2 separate regions of the Rattus norvegicus genome follow, and region 1 is linked to region 2. A link is a contact called in public Hi-C data. All regions are on one chromosome and are shown on one strand. Each heading gives the region's core, a stretch centred on a gene start, on an enhancer-like site or on the middle of the called end of the contact. The rest is flanking DNA. Distances are from core to core; before and after follow the strand shown.

The links. Hi-C and Micro-C count contacts between places; a contact is called where the count stands out from the background.
Region 1: a Hi-C map of liver shows a contact between it and region 2, with 3 times the contacts expected there. The contact joins two enhancer-like sites. A contact is called at or near these places in 12 of 12 Hi-C or Micro-C datasets (the A7r5 cell line, the Rat2 cell line, Schwann cells and 7 more) and 1 of 1 datasets of contacts at active chromatin or transcription factors (oligodendrocytes).

Annotation. Positions count from the first base shown.
Region 1 is chr1:212,562,777-212,566,240 of GRCr8, reverse strand. It overlaps LOC120097382 (a long non-coding RNA gene), which reads right to left. Exons shown (of 5, transcript XR_010061180.1): 3 at 2,373-3,464; 4 at 2,148-2,232; 5 at 1-440. Among named protein-coding and RNA genes, the nearest start is that of Frmd8, 29 kb to the left of the region's middle. Within about 2 kb of position 1,405, at least 85 of the 93 cell types and tissues checked have an H3K27ac peak or open chromatin away from gene starts, as enhancers often do. A contact at or near this core is called in Schwann cells and liver, where this site is marked.
Region 2 is chr1:212,516,701-212,519,794 of GRCr8, reverse strand. It overlaps LOC120097382 (a long non-coding RNA gene), which reads right to left. Exons shown (of 5, transcript XR_010061180.1): 1 at 316-3,094. It overlaps LOC120097381 (a long non-coding RNA gene), which reads left to right. Exons shown (of 2, transcript XR_005494725.2): 2 at 1-2,489. Among named protein-coding and RNA genes, the nearest start is that of Scyl1, 29 kb to the right of the region's middle. Within about 2 kb of position 1,769, at least 46 of the 93 cell types and tissues checked have an H3K27ac peak or open chromatin away from gene starts, as enhancers often do. A contact at or near this core is called in Schwann cells and liver, where this site is marked.

The DNA.
Region 1 (3,464 bases), core at 156-2,655, 47 kb before region 2:
GGAGTTCAGGCATATTCTCTAGTGGTAGCAATCCTGGCATGGCCCTGCCTTTTGGACCCACCTGGAGCACCGTCCCTTCTCACTATTCCAAGAGTTTTTGTAGGAAACCCTGAGTCTGCCTGTGTTTGAAAACAACAGGACTGAGCTGACTTCCAAAGAGGATGACAAGGCCAGTGGGGGCTGCCCACGTCCTTGAGAAGGATATTGGAGAGTGGGCCCCCACCAAGGACCATGGGATATTACAAAGAGACCCCATTTTGCTCTTTCCCCTCCATCCCAGAATCCCATAGCTGGCTGGGAAGGGACTTGCCACAGACACAGGGCAAGCTCAGATGGAGTCACCTTCAGCCCCACCCACAGCCTTGTTTACAGCCATCTCCAGGAAACAGCTCCATTGGGGAAGTTGCTCTGCCCTTGTCCTTCAGCAGGGTGGAGGTCATCTGTGGAGGAAGAGAGCTTGGTGTACGGACACCAACAAAAGGTGGACACAGCCCCCAAAAACACTGTTCCCTCTCACCTCCTCCCTCAAAAACACTGTTCCCAAGGAAAACTGTCCTTGAAAACCAGGAACCCCTGACACTGCCATATTGCCCTTGAGGAATGGGGACAGTCACCGGGTCGCTAGCACAGGAATGCTTCATTTGCCCAAGACCAAGCAGCCCAGTTTCACACAGCCCTAGGTGGCACCAATGAACTCTACTCCTACTAATTAAAAGAAAAAGAAAAAAAGAAGTCTCAAAAGCTGTCCCTGGGACCGAGGAATGATATGTAAGGGAAATTTTGAGATCAGAGGTAAAGAAAACACCATCGGCTCTGAGGGTGATTGAACAATTGCCCAAGCACCTCAAAGGCAGAAAGAAAAAGACTGACTCCACGGTCTAGGCCAGCGAAGCCACAGGGAAGCCTCCCCCTCCGGCTTGGTTTCATAGCCGCCCCCTGGCTTTCTAGAACATTTTGACAAGCAACTCCCTGTTCTTGCAGGCCGTCACCACCACCCACCACCCACGCCTGGAACTGATGCCAGGGAACATTACACCAGAGGGGACAAAGGCAGACACAATGGTAAATGTAATCCCAGCACTAGAAGTTGAGGCAGGAGGATTGCCAAGATGTACAGCCCAGTATGGGACAATTATGAGACCCTTTCTAGAATTCAAAAAAAAAAAAAAAAGGAAGATAAATAAAAGGTGGCTAGGTCAGCCCTTGGAGAAGAGTGAGGGGTAGAAATCTACGGGGCATAAGAACCAGCGAACAAGCCAGCGCTTGCCACATAATCACCCTCAGTACTGCTGGTCATATGAGAGAGAGTCACCAGTTTTCCGGGAACGGGAGGAGGGTGCAGGCGAGGCCTGGCCTTGCCTTCAGATTCCATATGCTAGAGGCAGGAGAACAACCCCCTCCTTTCCTCCTCCGGTTGCTAAGGGAGCCTGTTGTCACAGGGTGGTTTTGTTTGTAGTGTGGGTGTTGAGCTGGGAGGAGACTTCCGGGCAGTAATTCTGCCAGCTGCCCTTTTCATTTTGCTTACTTGAGCTGGCCTTCCAGATTTTTTTTTTTTTATTTTGGGGTGTGTGGAGGCAGGTGGCAGAAGAGCCGAGATGCCTCTTGGCGGGCGGGGGGCGGGGAGTGGGTTTCAGACTGTCCTGGCTCCTCACTGGCATGGGTGGCGACAGTTTCCTTTTTCAAAACCCACACTAAACCCTTGTTTAGTGGACAAGGTCTGCTTTTGGACCTGGCCTGAACCCCACCCCAAGTGGACAGGCAGCCTGGCTCCCCCAGTAGTCATTAAACCCACTCCCTGGATTCCATCATAAACTGTCAAAGAGAAATGCAGCTTAAAAATATTTTTCTCACCATACCACACCCAAAAGCAAAATGATTTGAAAAAACAACTTATCTGTGTTGCGCGCTCTTCAATCATACACATTACATACGCACACTCATTCTATAGCTTGCAACCAACCACCTTTCCCGCATAGATTAACCTCAGACCCAATTAAGCATTCCACCCAAGCTGCTGGGCTAATTCTTCCCCACCCCCACCCTGCGGCTGCTCGCACTGACGTCATCCCCTCCCTCCCGCAGCAAGCAGTGGCAACGCCCGAGAAGTCATGCGCTCCGGCCCTCCCCACCCCCCATGCCTGACTCACCACCGCAGAGATCCCTCCGCCACTCGGTGGAATTTTCCAGGCGCTCTGCCGGCCCTACTTTCGAGCCTCATCGGGGCGTGGTGACCTGAGGCGACCCGTGTACTTTTCCTTTCTGCCCAGCCAGTTGATGTGGCCCTACCCCCCAACAGCCGACCCTACCCTTCTGGAAGCGGTCACGTCTGCCCACCCCAGCCGCAAAGGGGACTTATCCCTGGTGGTATTCACCTCCCAAGTGTCATTTTCAGTTGTGTTTTTCATCCCATGACACACCGCCAAGGAGAAAAGGATCGTTGAGCAATCTGAGGGAGTGGCCGTTGATGGAGGCCATGACCCGCCCCTCGTGGGCTCCTTTGGCTAGGTCGGGGAGGAACTTTTTTTTTTAAGTGTCCGTGGAGGAATCGTTCCGTTTAGCAATGTTCGGGTGACGCGACACAAGACTATAAAACCAAAGTTGGGGCCTCCACCTGCAGGAGTTAGTGACAAGGAGGGCCGGGGCTTGGGTCTAGTTGGAGGGGAGGCAGTGGCCAGTTCAGGGCTCAGATGAGAGAGTTAGCCGAGTTAGGGGCAGCTACTAGGATGGGGGCAGGAGGAGAAGCGGGGCTAACTATAAAGAAGACTAGATTTCGGGACAGTGGGTATGTGGAAGGCAGCTTTCAAACCGCCCTTGTCAAACAACACAGGGCCAGCAGCCTTCAAGACCAGGCTATCCCTGCCGTCTGCTGGCATGGGGGCACTTGTACCGTCCAGGAGGGTACAAGTTTCACAGGCCTACATGGGGCCAATGTCCTAGCGTGAGTGGCAGAGCAGCAGTAGACTCTTGGGCCCTCGAGGCACTGAAAATGAAAGAAGACAGACAGGGAGGGCAGGGACTAGGTGGCAGTGGAGGTCGACTTTGAACTTGACAATACCAGCAAATCGCTTTTTTTCCAGATAAGGGGTTGTGAACCCACCTGGGGATGAGGCCTGGTCTTATGGAAAGTGGACTTAGCTTCGCTGGGCTAGGCCGACAGCTGTGGCCCAGGGTGGTATGTAATTTGGGTGTGGCCTGTCTGTACCCACTCCTGAGTGCCAGGGGTAGCTGAGAGACGGACAGTTTTGGCTGCCAGGCGGGGACCAAGGAGATCGAAGGCGCGCGTCTTGGGGCCGCATTGATCACGACTTTATTTTTCAGATGTCAGTGCCCTCTCTGGACTTTGCCTAGGTTCCGTGCTTCCTCTTCTGTGGTCTCACTCTTCCCTACTCTTCCCCCTCACTCTGAGGTTAAGGGTTCACTTAAAACCTTGCCTCTGGGTCATCTGGTAAGCCTGGGGAAGATGT
Region 2 (3,094 bases), core at 520-3,019:
CAGACAGAAAAAGAAAAGTAGGGCAGCTTTGCAAGGGTCAGTTGAAAGCTGCATAAACAAGCCCCGGGCTTGGTAGCATACAGCTTTAATCCCAGTACTTGGATAAGGACCTGAGTTCGAGGCCAGCCTGGTCGACAGAGTGGGTTCTAGGATAGCCAAGGCTACACAGATAAACCTTGTCTCAGGAAAAATAAATAAGCAAGTGAGCGAGCGAGTTTAAACTGGCCATGGTTAGAGCCCCACCTCAATATAAGGGGGCCTCTCTCCTTTAGTTTTAGGAATAGAGTATTCGTGTAATTTCATGTTATTACTGACCATATCCTCTTAAAGCCTCCCTATTTGCAGGTCCTGGAACGTAGATCTGGGGAGTCGGTGCCGCCAGCCAGTCTTGTGATTGCTAGCTCTGGACTTCTGTGTGCCCCGGAGCGCTGTTTCACATGACTCCCCTGGCTTCTCTAAAAACAGAGGTTATAGCCTCCAGGTTACAGGATCAACCCGAGACTCGCTTCCCTTGAAAATTCTAGAATATAGAGTAAACGTAGAAGCATTCAAAGTATGTATGGTAATACTTAATGGATGACATAGACACCAAAAAAAAGCCAGCTCAGTGGGCCCCGTAGGTTGCATTAAGGGACGACCAGGAAACGGCAGCACAGCCACCGGCAGCCGCCCTGCCCCCACACCAGTCATTCCCGCACCTAGATCCAGGCGCTGGGGGCGGGGCGGGGCGCGCCTGCGCAGCGAAGCTCTGCGGCAACAACTTTGCCTAGACCGGCTGGAACCGGTTAGAACCGGCCGCGCCCGACCGGCCGCCCGCTCCCGATTCTGCGCTTCACAAAGGGAGGCGGCGACTCACGACCTGCGTATCCTTGCGCGTCCCCACCCCCGCCCCCCACCCCCACCCCCCTTGTCCCTGTGGCATTCGCGTTCCTTCCCGCCGTCTCCCTCGCGGGCCGCTTCTCTGCGCCTGGTGATCCTTTCGCCATGGTCCTCTGGAGAAAGAAAAAATCTTTAATTTCTAGGGACGTCCTTTCCTGTACGTCGTAATTGTAGAAAGGCATGAGAACAGGAAGCCTAAAGTAGTGTACATCTCGAAACCCAGCCACTGTGGGGCTGTGGGGGTTGTGCTCCGCATGGCCGCCAAGGTCACTGTGTCCTCACAAGCAGCGACCGTCGCTTTGCTAGCCTGAGATCATGGCACCACAGCCTTGGGTCAGGGGTCGTCTGCTGGGCTTTGCTAGTTTGGAACGAGGACCTGGCAGCCTAAATGGCTGACGTTTGCAAGCACCAAAGCACTCGTTAACCAAGGCTCAGAATAAAGTTCTCGTGGGCAGCCGGGGACTGCAGATCGTCCTACAGGTGGATGTTCTCAGCATCCCGAGCCTAAGCCAGTACTAAGCAAAGTGCTATCACCTCAGGAACAACTCGCAGGGCCAGGTCATTTTCGAGAAACCTCCATTTTGTTTATGAAAATGGCTGCCGCTCCGGGAGTCACAAAATAAAGGAAACTGTGTTAGTCATGTTTTTCATCTTGTGACTCAAACTTTTAAACTATTTGTACTTGCTGGTACAACTTTAATATTTCTCTGTATTAGCAAGGTCCCGAGGCCCACGCACCATCAGGAAAAATCTAGAAACTTGGAAGTAGGGCTCTATTTTTAACTCTCTGAGGAACTATTTTTCTTCCTTCACCGAGGCGGTGGAGGGTTACTAGGTTCCGGTGGAGTGACGTGTCCCTTCGCAATAAAAAGGGAGCTCCGAGCCTTGCGTCAGGCATTCAGGCAGCGAGCACAGGCACCTGGTGAGGCAGGAGACTCAGCCTGAGGCATTCGCAGATAAGTTTCTATTTAAAAAGATTTAAAAGGAAACTAGAACTCTAAACTTAATAGAGTAGCTTACTGAGATAATAATATTTTAATATTAAGATTTTAAAAGAAAAGTATGGAGGTTTATTTAAACAATTTGAAAAAGGAAAAGAGAAAAATTTTTGTACCACCAGATGGAGGCTGACCTGAGGCGTTTATTCAGAGTAGTTTAGAAGATTGTAAAAGGGAGCAATTGTGGAGTTTCAAAGGTTCTAGCTTGAGGGTCAGCCTTGTTAGGTGTACTTTTAAACGAAGGTTACCTAAACAGAATCTAAATGGCTTTTTAAAATTGTAAAGTTGTAGATAATAGTTTGAAAATGAGATGTAGTTTAAAAAGATTGAAAAAAGTAAGTTGAAGGGCCGTTATAAGAGTCGACTGTCGCATGTACGAAGGCATGAGTTGGAAACGGGGAATGGAAGTGGTAGGGTTAGTATTTTGAGAAAGAAGATTAGAAAATGGAAGTGGAAAAATGAAGACAAGTTCAGGAAGGTGAAGAAAAGCTGTAGAGAAGATAGGAAAATAGAAGACCGAAGAATCATTAGAAGACAGAAAAGGTATTTAAACACACAGGTAGGAAGAAAACTAGAAGATAGAAAAAAAGCAAGATAGAAAGACAAAAGGAAGTTCAGACAACTTTGGATGCCAGCATTCAAGATAGGCAAAGAAGATAAGATCAAGACCAAAAGGTTGGATAAGGTTAAATCTCAGAAATAAAGTCAGAAGGAAATTATTTTTAAAGCCATAAATTCAAGTTTCTGATGGAGCCCAGCAGTTTAGAAGTGTCTGTAGACAGCCATTTTACAAGAGTGAAGCTAGCAGTCAAAGCTACAACTGAAGTAATTAAAAAGGCAGAATGCGTTTGAAAAGTTAGAAGAATATTAGAAGCCTTAACTTGTAGCTTAATTTTGTTTTGAGAACAAAAGGACTTTTGATAACAATTTCAAGATTGTCAGCATTTTGCATTGGACTTGAGCTGAGGTGCTTTAAAAGTGTTAACGACTAGCATTGGCAGCCGACCAAGGTCTACACAGAAGTGGATTCAGTGAACCTAGGAAGACAGGAGTCCCGAAGCCAGTTTGGTGAAGCTAGGAAGGACTGAGCAGCCAGCAGCAGCAGGTCATGGTGAAGATAGCCCAGGAAACAGTGCGGTTCGTTGGAGGAAGCTAGGAAGAAGGAGCCGAAATGATGTGGTGAAGCTAGAAAAGAGGATTCCGGGAAGGTGGAGCCA